Linked DNA regions of Drosophila melanogaster: region 2 is linked to region 1. The links are chromatin contacts, called in public HiChIP or PLAC-seq maps. All regions are on one chromosome and are shown on one strand. The core of a region is the stretch at or near the end of the contact, and the rest is flanking DNA. Distances in the headings are between cores, read along the strand shown.

Region 1 (6,769 bases), core at 1,707-4,206:
CATATCAGGCCAATGACTCTAATTTAAGATCTTTCGTATACCAAATAATTTTCTACAACCGCTTGGATTTTAGACAATGAAGAGATTCTTTTCATTCAAATGCAAAGTGAAATAACTAAAAGAAGCGATTTAATCGAATTTATAATGTTTAATGACAGTTAATCGAAGTAAACAGGTGTGGAAAAAAAAACTCAAACATCAATATAAATATCAATTAAATTAACAAAATGATTAGCAATTAATTATGCCCCAACAACTAGTTAGTTTATACATTTTTTGTAAAACAGATTAAACAATTAGTTACACCTTTTTCTATAAGCAGATATTGATAATAATTAAAAGAAAGAAAAAGAAAATCCGAAAACCAATCAAATTATGAAATATAAAAAATTGAGTTTTATTATCCCTAAGCCGACGGGGGTGATAATTTTAATGGATATGAAAACAAATTTGTTTTCAAAACTTTAACGATTTGGGTTCTTTCAGCTTTTAAAGATTATACATTTTCTTGCGTGCGCCGCACTACTTTCTCTAGGCCTTTCTCCAAATAAGTCATACCCTTAATAGGGCGCGTGAATCTGCAACAAATTAAATATGCGCGCGTGAGCTCCGTGGAGAAAAAAAGGGGAGAAAGTGAGGCTACATATATGGTTGAGTTTGTTTTAGCGCTTGTGCATGCAGTTAATGTGCTTATTTTAAAATTTAAATTGGCTTGCGCAATGCGCACTTGAGTGGCAACTCCACAAAGGAGTGCGAGCTGGGTGAAAGGATGTGTGTGGAAGGATGCACACTCCGGCAGGACTCGCTTTAATAGAAAGTTTGCAGAGCTCTTTCTTTTACTTGGGGTTTTGCATAAAGCTCATGGGGTAATTAACAGTCACTTGCAGTGGCAGAAATGAGGAGCGATAGCTGGAGCCAGTGTGGTTGTGCCAAAGATATATGTATGTATATGTACATATACATACATGCATATACTCGTATGCCGGCGCTAAGAAAACCAACTTAATTATTTTCTCAAGGCGGAAGAGATGCACTTTCGCAGAAAAGGGAAAGCAGCCCCACTTCTTGAAGGCTGCAAGCTGTTGATGGAAGCCACAAGTCCGCAGTAATTTATCATATAACGAGCTCATTTGAGCTATTCGCGAGCAGAGTAGAGATAGTTAACCGCCAAATCTAAAATAATGTCAAGTCTATTTTAAGCTTAATCAAATCTATTGTTGTATACGCACACGTGTCGGCACTTTACAAGTAATTTTCCCGCACAAGGGACTTAAGTAGCTAAATTATATTCAGCTGTTTTGAAGCAATTTAATTAGAATTGAGCAAAGTTCACGTTCAAAAGCATAACTAAAACTGACCTACGCAACAAAGGTTGAGCACTTAGAATTAGCATTCAACAACTTGTAGATACATTCAGAAAACAATTTTAACATAGTAATTACAGACAATTTAGAAAAGGGTCATCATTAGTTAAAAAATATTAAAAGCTTAAGTCGGAAAGTTAAATTAATGCAAAAATTATAAATGTTTACAAATTGTATTATTTGTGTTTCTAAACAATATTCCACTAGAAATGCAATTAGTCCGGTCTCCTGGAAACCTCAACTCTATTCTGTGTTAATCAAAAGTTGCAGTGTTCTCTCACTTTTATCCCCGAAGCCCCTCACCTTTTACCGGCAAACTCGGAAAGTTATACTACCAGTTGTGCCGGAGAGCGTTTTGTCATTCATTACAAATTTTCACACATGGCCCAATTAAATTATTTAGCCCCCTACAAACGCTCATCCAGAATAGTTTTAATTAAATAATACATACAAGCTACCTCAGCTACGAACTCCAGCTGTGGGCGTGGCACTATTCTGCCAACTGCTAAGGCCATGTTTTTTTCCTCATCTGGTAGTTAACTTTTGGCAGTTGGAAAAGTTTTCGAGGATAAAATGACTCCCGAGACAAAAGCCTATGGCCGAATTACGTTGAATGTATGTCAACTGTACCAGAGCGCTCGGCACATGTTCATCTACCTATCTCTCTCTCTCTCTCTCGCACACCCATCCCCAACTCTTTCTTGGGGAGCTTGTAAGGCATTTAAAATTAATGTGCTATGGAGGTGTTTGAGAGCCTTACAAGACATGTCGAAGACAAGTCGAGGACATGCAGCCGTTAACATAATCGCTCGATCTAAGAGCCCTCTTATTCCCACCCACTACATGTCGCTATTCAACACTGTTCGTAGTAGTTGAAAGTTGACAGTATCAGCGCACAAAGCATATTTAATTCAAAAGCTGAAGATTTTCCTCGCAAAACTTCAGGTGGTCTTACCTAGATAAAAAGTTTGCTTTAGAACTGGTTAAAGTTTTTACAATATGGGTCAGTGTTGAAAAATGAAAAATAATCAAAAATGGACACCGTTAAAAAAATCTTTTAAAATACTTCAAGTAGTAAATTGTTCATAACTTAAAGTGCCGAATTGCTAAGAGTTTATCGAACAATGCCAATTCATTCATAGCATTTTCTTGGTAAACTTGAACAGCACACTGAAATGAGAGCAAGTTGCATTGTGCCACATTTTGTTTGCTAAACACTCAAACTGTATTGTGACACAAAAGGTCTTATTGGTTATCTAACTGACCGTAAGAACCTGAAGGCACATGTCATTATCATTATCACTCTTAGGGGATATTAGTAATTGCGACCCACGGTAGCCATAACACATACATATGTGTTTCACAATTCCTTTGGAAATAGATATAGAATATCTAATGATAGGGGGATTTATTAAGATAATATAGGATTAATAGAAAACACAATGTGTGTGTTCACAAATTTACATCGATAAAATGTGTACATAAAGTAATTCATTTATTAATCGTAATCACGCACTGTTGAGATAGTACTTGATTGATTACCGACGTATGTCAGACAATTACCTAATTACCAACCGTGAAGTATTCATTTCTTCAGTTCTTGATCTGAAGCCGGGTCACAAGCAACACCTTCACAATGGTATCAAATAGCACTTATGCTTTGGGTCTCCTTTGCATTTTGGTTTTTCTACAAGGAAGTACACCGATCCTAGCCCAGAGTAATGATTATGTGGCCCTATGTAACTTGACCGATAGCATTGCGGTCGATCTTGATCTGGTAAAAGACTAAACAATTTGGTGAATTTTGCTAAGACTAACTAGACATTTTGCCAAAGTTCTCTGGAATTTGGTGGGAAGTGGCTCGTCAGCCGTCCGGCATTGATTTTTGCACTGAGGTGAATATTACGGTGCTGAATAAAACCGAGGATAATGTGCTGATCGATACCACATATGCCGTATCTCCCGATTACCCGTGGGTGAATCAAACCATGAACGCAACCATCACTGTGGAGAATAACACGGCGGCCGCGGATGGCTACAACTTCACCTACTGGAACCCACCTGGTTATACCACCTATACAGTGTACAAGGTCCTTTACACTGACTACACCGATGTGGCCTTCCTTTGTGGCTATACCAACAAGACGGATAACGGCACATCCTTTGGAATTATCCTTGCTAGGGATCGTACCCCCACCACACAAATTTTGAATAAACTCGAGGGTCTTGGCTCTAGTATATCTTCAAACTTTTTAAATGGCACCATGTCAGCGATAACTCAGGGCGAATCGTAAGTTGAAATTGTATTATCACACTCTGAAATTGGCACTGATGAATTGGTAATGGCTATATGCTAGCCATAAAATATTCACAAAATATTATTGTAGAACAAATTGGTATTCTGTAATTGCATTCTGTATCAATTTGTGGTATAATGATCTCCAATATATCTTATAGTTTTGTTTTTTACAGTTGCTATGCACCATCCGGATCCAATCCTTCGACCATTATTTCCACAATGTTGATTGCCATGGCTATTATTCTTGGCATTTTTGCTGACCATCAAATAAATTAGATTATATCTTGCAAGGTAGATAACAACAACGCACCGAAAATATGTTTTGTTATCTTAAATGTTCTTTAATTTTTGCCTTGTATATAAGGTCCATGTAAAAGCTCTAATAAATAAAATTCATTCATTATCGGTGTAATCAATTATTTTGTTCGGGACTTACATATTAGGAAAGGCTTTAGCTAAAATTAAACATGATTTTATGTTTGCCGTACCATTTCGAACTGCTGATTAGAGTAGGAAATGGTGCTGATTGTTACTTTTTAAAAATGTTTCTTTATCGAAATGTGCGCTTCTTTCGACTCTCGCTTCTGTTTTCTTGTTTTTGTTTTCCACAAATGACTCACAGTCTGCCAGCGATAAAGAAATTTAATCCAGGAATGAAGACGTTTCCTCTGTATATGTATATTTTTTATAGGGTGATAGATCACAAAAATGCTTAGATAAAAGGCCCAGAGAGGGGGGCTTCAATTAAATTAATATTTGTTTCTGGTATCTACATTCAACGATAAGAAAACTTACCTTTCTTACAGCGTTGACGATTGTAAGAATGGGTAATGATGAGTAATGGGGAATAGTACACCAACTTTCTGACTGGAAGGGAAGTTCGATAAAACTAAAATAGAGTAAGATATCTACAACGCACTAAAAATTCGCAGTCTAAGACGTCATTTGGGCACAGAAATTAAATATAATGTTGAGCCTTTATAGAACACATAAAATTCGTAGCATAGTTGTAATGATCATAACAGACAATTAAACAATAAACAAACACCGTTTGTTTATACCTTTCAAGTGGCCATGAAAACCATAAAGATAGTTATACAAATTAAATGAGTACAAATGTACTTTTAATGGGGTTGCAATTGATATCGGGTCATTTGGACACCGAATCTATTTCTGGGCAGCAGAATCACTTCCTGGAAAAACATGTCAAAGAGCTTTGCAGGTAAGACAACCTATTGGCCAATGTGCAGGGGAGTTTTCAACGCAATAACAACACTATTTTATTCGCAGAGCCTCGTGGGGATTAGTCATTCCACGGGGCGATAACAGACGTCAGATGTACGTAAATTGGTGACAGAGCCAGGCGCTCCACAAGTGCAGGCATCGATAATGGGCGCAAAAATAAGGGAAAAGATACAAGCCTATAAAAGGCCGTTGCGGATGGGCAGACAGTTCAGTATTAACGACGCATTCGCAGCGAACCGATCGCAGAACCGGAACCTTAAAGCGGAAGATATAGAACTCATATAGACAGTGACATCATGTGCAATAGTGCGATCATCTGCCTGGCAATCGTGGCCGCCGTGGCCTCCATCTCTCAGGTTTCGGCCCAAGCCCAAACAACGCCACAATCCTGCGCCCAAGCCACCGGCATTAGTTTTAACCAGACCGCTGTGAGTGAAAGGCTCGTCATGTATTGTTACAGTCATAAGAAAACATGTATATGAACAAAATGTCTGTTTATAATGACATCGGATTTGCTCTGAATGGACACATCATCGCATACATTTCTAGGATACCTAAATTCCATAAGTGCTTTAAATTTCATACAATCGTAAAAGGATAGCTACAGTTTGATAGAAACTTTACCCAAGCGAATTAATAATTTCTTATTTAATTATCATAAACATCAGTGTGCTAATTATGATATATTAAATATTTTTCCTTAACTTCCAGTTTAGTGGTCAGTGGGTCGAGTTGGCCCGCAATCCCGCCTCAAATGTCTCCTGCATTTCCCTTAACGTGGCTTTCTGGAACAACAACAATTACATGCTGGTCAATGTCAGCCATTCAAGCAATGTCGCCTCCACTTTGGTGGACGTCTATGAAACTGCGAATATCACGCTGGTGGAGAACAACCTCAGCGGATACAATGTCACCCTGGTGAATGGCCAGAAGCAGGAGTACGTCTTCGTGAAGTTGCTTAGCTTTGTGAACTCCACCTATCTGGTTGGATGCACCTACACCAATGCTACCAACACATCAACCAGTGCTGGTTTTATTCTGGGTAGGTCCACCTATACTCCGGAAGGCGTAAGGATTGCCAACAATGATGCCTCCGTGTCCTTCAGCAATTTCCAGAACAACACCTACGGCAATGTCACTCAGTTGGAGTAAGTTTTTATGATTTAAGGTGGCTACAACTCCAAAACCATACTAATTTTTCAATTCTCAATAATCTTTCAGTTGCCGTGCCAGTTCCGCCGGACAGACTGTGCCTCTGACCCTGATATCTGGCTTCCTTGCCTTTGCCCTTTTGCTGATCAAGGCCTAAAAATGGAGATGTATCCAATGGCTGCTTTGCCTAGCCACCATAAATGAAAAAAAAAAAACTAACAAAATCCAATCACTTGCCTAAGTTATTGTGTCATACTCTTTATTTAGTTTTTAGTTGACTTTAAACACCGCACTCTGAAATCGAGGCAAGGCAAAATGATGTCAATAAAAGTAAACCGAAATGGGTGAGGGCCCATAAAAAGCCCCCACTGAAAAGAATACAATTCGATAAAGGCCAAGAGACAAGATCAGGTGTCTCAATGCTCTGGTGCAATCAGTGCTTTAATTTGCTGGCAACTTGTTAGAAGGTATGCGCGATAAGATAAACGTAAACGATAACAAAATATATGACTGTGCCACCCCATTCTCACTAACGGTCATAGATTTTCTATTTTTTTTTCCTTGCTAATATCTAACGAGCAGCTCATAAATCAATCAATGGCCTCGTGTTCACAGGCACAAATATCCGATACGTTTTGCCACTGATTAATTGATTGCGATTGCAAAATCACTACGCTCCGGCGTTTATAGTTGGCTAATTACAACGGTT
Region 2 (6,769 bases), core at 2,507-5,006, 94 kb after region 1:
GCTCGAGGTCGAAGGACGAGAGCTTATGAAAATATGTTCGGTTCGCCCACATTGTTTACAGCAATTTTATTGTGGCCAAGTTTCGACTATCATCCTGTGGCTTCTTCCTGTCTTAACTCGACATATGAACACATATAAATGTTTAATCCAAACGGCCACGCCCACACAAGCTGTCACGGAAGGGGGCGTAAGAGGAGGTCAGTTGAACTTTTGTAATGCCAAATCTTGGTGAGTTGACGAAAACCGAAAGAAACCGAATATCAAGGACATGGGCGATCACCGAAAACTTAATGACACTTAAAGTGAGCCAAACACAAAGTGTATATATACATATATATGTACATGTGGTACGTACAGTGTGCGACATAACGAGCTGGTTGCAGCGATGCGGAAACGCATTTTAGTGTTTTTTAATGCGAAAGCAATTCGAAAAGATTTCCTTTAAGCAAAAAAGTTCTAACGATAAGGAGGCATATTGGATTTTTGGCTCTGAAAAGGGGACGCATATTGCTTAAGAGACTGATTAGATATAACCACAATATATTCTAATATAGTTCTTATATATCTTGTTGTATAACAACTTAATACTGTTAGAAGGAACTAGTCATTAGATTTTCCAAAAGACTTGAGCAACTTAATTGCGACCTTTGAATTGCCCTGCCGTTTATAATTAACTTAATCGACTATGTTCACACTATTTCCACAAACTGAGAACGAGTCGACTGAAAGTAAGAAGCTTAGTGCACCCAGTAAATACATATATTAATACCTTTCGGCAGGTGTGATTTCCCACCAAACCAATTTAAGCAGATCATACATCGCCGTATTGGCAATAGTGTCTGATTTTGTGGGGATTATCTAAACAAGGGATGGCAATCAATTGCGAGTGCAATTGCTGCGATTAACGTTTTGCTGCCGAGTGTCGGGTCCTGAAAAGTCCTTCGGCAGTTTATATTCGACGACTGTCTATTAAGTTTTCCATTACAACTGATAGCGATCAGGACACGCCCACTCGGCAAACAGTGCAAACAGTCCCTTCCCCATCGTCCCTGCCACATGGGCACATCATATGGGGTAACTTCAAACGTAAATCGAATGAAAGGCCCAAAGTGAAAGCTAAAGACGTCAAGCCTTCCACTCCTCATCGCCTTCGTTGTGTGTGCGTGAAGGTCCTGGCAAATGCAGTCTTCGAAGTGTGCCTGAGTGTGTGTGGGTGTGGGTGTGGGTGTGAGTGCCATGACAACAATGGCATTTTGATACTTTTGTATGAGATTTAATGAAATTTGAATCCTTTTGTTGAGTGGAATAACAACGGCAAGGAAGCTGTTCTAGAGGGCGAAGAGAGAAGATGGGAAAACTGACAGGAAGCTGGTCGAAGGACGAGCAGAACAAGAAGCATTCGCCTGTGGGCAAGTTTCGTGAAAGTACACTGCAAAAAAATAAGATTCTTGCTGGTTTCAGTGATTTGAATAAAGATTTAAAGTAAAAATTTAATGAACTTTAGTTTTTAGAAAGAAAATAATAGTCTCGGAAATATCCTCCTTCAATGCCTTTATTTCTCTCAGTGCATTCAGTTTTCATGTAGTTAAAGTAACTGCGTGGCTGTGTTGGTATTTATAAGTATAGATAAATGTGTACGTTTTGGGTGTCTTACAACAATAGTAAAACAATCTTCTTAATGCACACTTTGGCCTAAAGGAATTTTTCCACTTGTAAACCGATACTCGTCGTAGGCCACCAGAGAGATATGTGTTCCGGGTCCGGATTCCATCACCATCCCGTCCCTTCAGCCGCCTCATCAGCATCGTCAATTTGGCATTGGATATACAAACATACATATACAGACTTGTGCGTATATTTACAGATGGGCCAATATATATGTATGTATGTATGCAGATATATTGACAGAGAAACATGTTAATAAACATCTGGAAGTTTGGTTTATTGTCATCGGCAATCTCTTCACAAAGAGACATCAAGTCGATGGGCATAAATTTGAAGAGACACCGAGGAGCAGACACTGAGACAATATGCTCGAGGGAACTTGCCCAAAAGGGTTCTCTTGTTTGTCCGGGGTTTTTGGGCGGAGGTATCAATAACATTGTTGTCCTGGCAAAAAGTGGATGGGTGCACAACATAGTAGCTCCTCTCCGTGATATTAGTGCCATGGCAAAGATGGCAGCCAAGGATGATGTGAGTGTGCGTTTTAGCCAGGCAGCTTCATCAATATTGTCAACTGCGGATGCTCCAGTCAACCTGGCCCACTTTCCTCTTGTTTGCCCGATAGTTTAAACCAATTTTCTAGTCTAATTCTGTGTTGCCAATACATTGTGTGGGTGTATTTTGGTTTGCACCATGGGTTTTCAAAGATACTTTTTTGGTACTTCAGCTAGGCTAAATGTTTTAACCAAAAGGATGTTGGCAAGGGCAAGATCAAAGGGCAATGTCTAAGGCTTCTTGTGGTGTGTGACATAGAGGAATATAGTTGTTTAAAAACACTAATTAATACATCTGAAAGCGTTCATTGTCGACAAATTAAAAAATATGCTTATTGATATGGAAAGTGCACTCTGAGTAGTACTTTAACTTATGACCCTGGTCCAAAATATCCCATTACCCCCTTCAGCTTAACCAGAAACTGACAATACACATTTGTCTCGACTGCCGCACATGTAAACCGATCTGCTGGCAAATTTACATTTAATTTTTGGCCAGACAAGACACAGAACATGCAATTACTACTGGCCCCAAAGAAAGGAAGGTTGCTTAAATGGGCGACTTTAAGGCAAGTTGGCCGTAAGAGACTGAGGCAAACGGAGGTGTTTTAGTTCTTAACTAACATTTTAGCGGTTTTGGCTTTTGGGTATGGCAAAGCTACCTTTTTTAGGGATTTTAATTAAAAAATTACTCATATCACCGAAGAGATGGAGATGGAGGATATGGAGCTCAAGCAGCTTTCTTGCCGTTTCTGCGTAAGATAAATTTGCCGGCTTGACGAAATATTCGTGTGGTTGCTTCATTCGGTAAAAGTCTGTGGCAGCGGCTGCCTGAAATTGTGCTGCAAGTTTATGAAAATTCCTTCTTTATGGAAAAGGTGGGTGTGCGTGTGTGTGTGTGTGCGAAAATGGTGTTGGCTTGTTAATTTTGCGCTGCTGCAGCGTTGCTGTCAAATTTATATGCTGGTTAGCTTAGCTAGCAAAACTTTTCGGTTTCTGGCCTGAAGAATGAGCATTTGTATGCGTGCTTGTGTGATTTTCTAATTTATGAGCCCAGTTAGAATTGGGACAATGTCGGCAAGCCAGAAAGTTCACCAAAAGCACTTTGACATAAAGCAGAACTCGTGCGATTCTGCTAAAGAAAAATAGCACACGGTTTGATGAAATTTAGTATTAACTAAAGTTGTATACTTAGTGTTCCCGATTTCTTAACTCCTCCGACGTCCGAGATACCTAGACTGTCCTAGCTACTTTTAAGTCCCACAGCCATACTTAAATTCTTCTTTTAGATATTCAAATATTACGAACTATAATTAGTTATAATTATTATATAAGTGTCATTAATTTAATTCATACAATCATTCATTTAATTCAAATCAATCAAAGGCAAATAGAGTAGCTAGCATTTATACCTAACAATAAACATTTCTTAAGCACAGTTTGAAAAATATTTATATTCCTATATAATATTTAAATATGCGCGCCAATTCTGACAGTGCAGCGAGTTGGCAGGTTGGCGTGTAACAGCTGTTAAGTCTGCACTGAGTTGACAGCTCTGACTCAAATCCTAAAAATCTACGTGGAGCAAAAATAAACAAATAATGGCAAAAAATCCAAAAAAGGAGGAGGACGGCGGTAACGACTGGGCCCAAAGTGACGAGGACGACAACTGGGACGATTGGGGCGATGACGATGACAAGTTCGTTCACGTGGAGAAGGAACAGCAGCCACAGGAGAAAGTCTCGAGCAGAAACGACGCAAAAGGAACGGCGGAAAATCAGGAAAAGCTGGAAACTCCCAGAATTTCTGCTCCAGCAACAGCATCCGCCACATCCTCGTCCTGGGGTCTGTGGGGCGGTAAACTGAGCTCCGTGCTAACCACCGCCACGGAGGGATTGGGCACGATAACCACCCAAGTCAACCAGGGGCTTAATCAAATCATCGGAGTGCCCGATCCCGAGGAGCTGGCTCGCATTAATGTGGCTGAAAAGGCGGAAAAGGCTGCTAAAGCGCCGCCAGAGGAAAATGTCGACGATGAAAAAGAATCTTCGGCCGCCTTTGGCTTGGACTTTGTCACCAATCTGGGCTCCAAGGTTCTCAACACCGGACTGGATACACTCGAGGGCATTGGCAAGAAGACCATGACCATCCTGCAGGACAACGATCCCAAGCTGATGAACAAGAGGAAACTGCTCGGTCTGGAGGCCAACTCGCCTAATTTGAGTGCCGTGTTGCTGGAGGCAAAGAAGGAGGCCGACCAAATGGAGCAATCCCTGCAACAGCTACAGCTGAAAAGACAGAAGGCGCAGCTGCGTTTCGAAATCCTTTTCGAAAATTACTGCGGCCTGGTGCACTTCGAGGCCCTGGAGATCCTTTCCAAGGAGTCACGCCTCAAACTGGACACCCTACTCGATGCGGTTAGTGGCAATGCCCGTGCAGAGTTGCAGGAAACGATAAACGAGGTGAAGGAACTGATCGAACTGGAGGATCTGGATGTGGAGAGTGAAGGTGACTACGAGGCGGAGGAACTGAGCGAGCGATTGGCGGCCACAATCAAGGACGCCGAGCTGGGCATTCAGTTTGACGACATAGCCAAGTAAGTTGTCGGAAACTAATATTATTTAAACATACCATAAACCCAAATCTTTTGTACAGTCACTGGACGCAGTCCCTCAGCTGGTTGACCTCAGAGGAAGCAACTGCCGCCGATCTGGAGCAAGCCTATGCTAAGAGCATCCACGCGCTGAGTGAAGCGTGCGCCCTCGAGATGTGTAAGCTGCACAAAATCGCCGAGCTGTTGCTGGTGAAGCCACATCACAGCACCGCCAACGAAGTGGATGGCGTCGTCAATCTCTGCCAGCAGTTCAATGGACACCTTCAAGGACTTAGCCACCGCTTCGCCGCCGTTCTGAGCGGCAAGTCAGAAACGGAGGAATCAAAAGGCCGGGTCAGCACATTCTTTTCCGAAATGCTATCTGCCGTGCAGTTCATCGAGAAGGCCTACAAGCTATTTACACCCATTCTCCAGATGGGAGCTGTGTAAACGGATTTAAGATTAATTGTTGTACTTTCTACTTTTACTATTGCCTGGTTAGTGTTCTCAACTCACTTGTTTTTCCATATAAATGTACAAAATTATAAATGATTGCGTTGCAAATGCTTGTGATAACATTCCCGAAATTATTGAGAAGTTTTTTCAAAGTGCAACTGAAAGTTCGGTAGCCTGCATTCGTGTTTGGTTGGATTAGAGCCACCTAATAATAGTTGGCTTCAATGTGATGAACTATTTTTAAAACCCGACTCTCGATAGGCGCGGCAATAATTTTCAGGCATTATCTATTCTATGCCCTTTCTATTCGAACTATTCTATAAATCAAACGCAAAACACGAATATCAAATTGTCCATTCTCTAGTTAAGTCCAGCAAAATTTAGTTAGAATCATGGGAGATCGCAACAAGCAGCCGGTTATTCTGCTGAAGGTTCCGTCCTCCGATGATTTCTATGGTTCGGCGTTGCGCAGCCATAACCTGGATCCCATCTTCATTACTCCCTCGCATTTTGTGTTCAAGAATCTGAAGCAATTGCAAGCCAAGTTGCATGAGCCGCACAAATATGCCGGGATTATATTTGCATCCCCGCGCTGTGTCCAAGCTGTAAACGAGGCACTAGGAAAGACACCACTTCCTAGTTGCTGGCGTGCGTTACACAATTATTCCCTAGGCAAGAACACGCACAGCGCCGCCTGGATAACATTCCAGAATCTTCCGACTCTGGGCGATCATGCCGTGAATGCAAACAATCTGTGCGATCTGATCGTGGAGACGTTTGGACCCAAGAGGGATCTGCCACTGCTCATGCCCTGCGGCAATGGCGTGGGTCAGACACTGCGCCTCCGTTTGGTCGCCCAGGGATTCCGGGTGGATGCCTGCGAAGTGTACGAGAGTCGGTCGCATCCGGATTTCGTCAATCAGATGCGGCACGCCCTCAAATTCAAGCGAATGGAAACGATTGTGTTCTTCGGACCCTCCAGTGTCCGCAGCTCCTTGGAGTTCTTTGGGAACTACAACGTTTCGCTTAAGGATCGCAAGCTGATAGCCGTGGGCAGTGGCACCAGGAAGGCAATGGAGGAATCTGGAATTAAGGCGGACGGAGTCGTGAATGCTGCTGACGTCGACCGCCTGATAAATATCATCAAAACATAGTTTAGTATCGATCATTTTACGTTTTGTTTTTACCAGTTTTTACTTTTGGTATGATTTCAAAATCTGTTTGGTGTCCTTTAAAGAAATGAGGACAAAAGTGTGTTATTAATTAAAGTGTTTCAACAAAGTACATGTAATGTTTTTATTACAAAAACTATAATCAAATAGATTGGATCTATTTGAACAAGATACTTCAAGATATGAGTTTTAATTTAACAATTAGATACAAAATGGGATTAAATAACATAAAGTAATCATGTTCTTAAAAATAGCTTGCCAGTTTCAGACAAGTTTTCAAAGAAGTACAGATGTTTAAATGATGATGGATCTGAATGAATTTCTAAGCTCAA

The links. HiChIP or PLAC-seq counts read pairs in DNA pulled down with a chosen protein or histone mark.
Region 2: a contact with region 1 is called in an H3K27ac HiChIP or PLAC-seq map of the Kc167 cell line, with 6 times the contacts expected there. The contact joins the promoter of CG9590 here to the promoter of CG31446 in region 1. A contact is called at or near these places in 44 of 107 Hi-C or Micro-C datasets (the Clone 8 cell line, the D17-c3 cell line, the Kc167 cell line and 14 more) and 2 of 6 datasets of contacts at active chromatin or transcription factors (both in the Kc167 cell line).

What each region holds. Positions count from the first base shown.
Region 1 is chr3R:15,690,130-15,696,898 of dm6, forward strand. CG31446 reads left to right here and starts at 2,957. Exons shown (of 3, transcript NM_169666.2): 1 at 2,957-3,141; 2 at 3,200-3,654; 3 at 3,837-4,065. The coding sequence starts at 3,001. The coding sequence ends at 3,939. pxb (pxb,) reads left to right here. Exons shown (of 5, transcript NM_001275680.1): 5 at 1-384. CG5399 reads left to right here and starts at 5,112. Exons shown (of 3, transcript NM_001275682.1): 1 at 5,112-5,336; 2 at 5,620-6,056; 3 at 6,130-6,769. The coding sequence starts at 5,205. The coding sequence ends at 6,217.
Region 2 is chr3R:15,782,947-15,789,715 of dm6, forward strand. It overlaps CG9590, which reads left to right and starts at 3,757. Exons shown (of 2, transcript NM_142231.2): 1 at 3,757-4,812; 2 at 4,872-5,393. The coding sequence starts at 3,818. The coding sequence ends at 5,259. It overlaps Uros2 (Uroporphyrinogen III synthase 2), which reads left to right and starts at 5,575. Exons shown (of 1, transcript NM_142232.2): 1 at 5,575-6,548. The coding sequence starts at 5,658. The coding sequence ends at 6,419. c(3)G (crossover suppressor on 3 of Gowen) reads right to left here. Exons shown (of 9, transcript NM_169671.3): 9 at 6,527-6,769.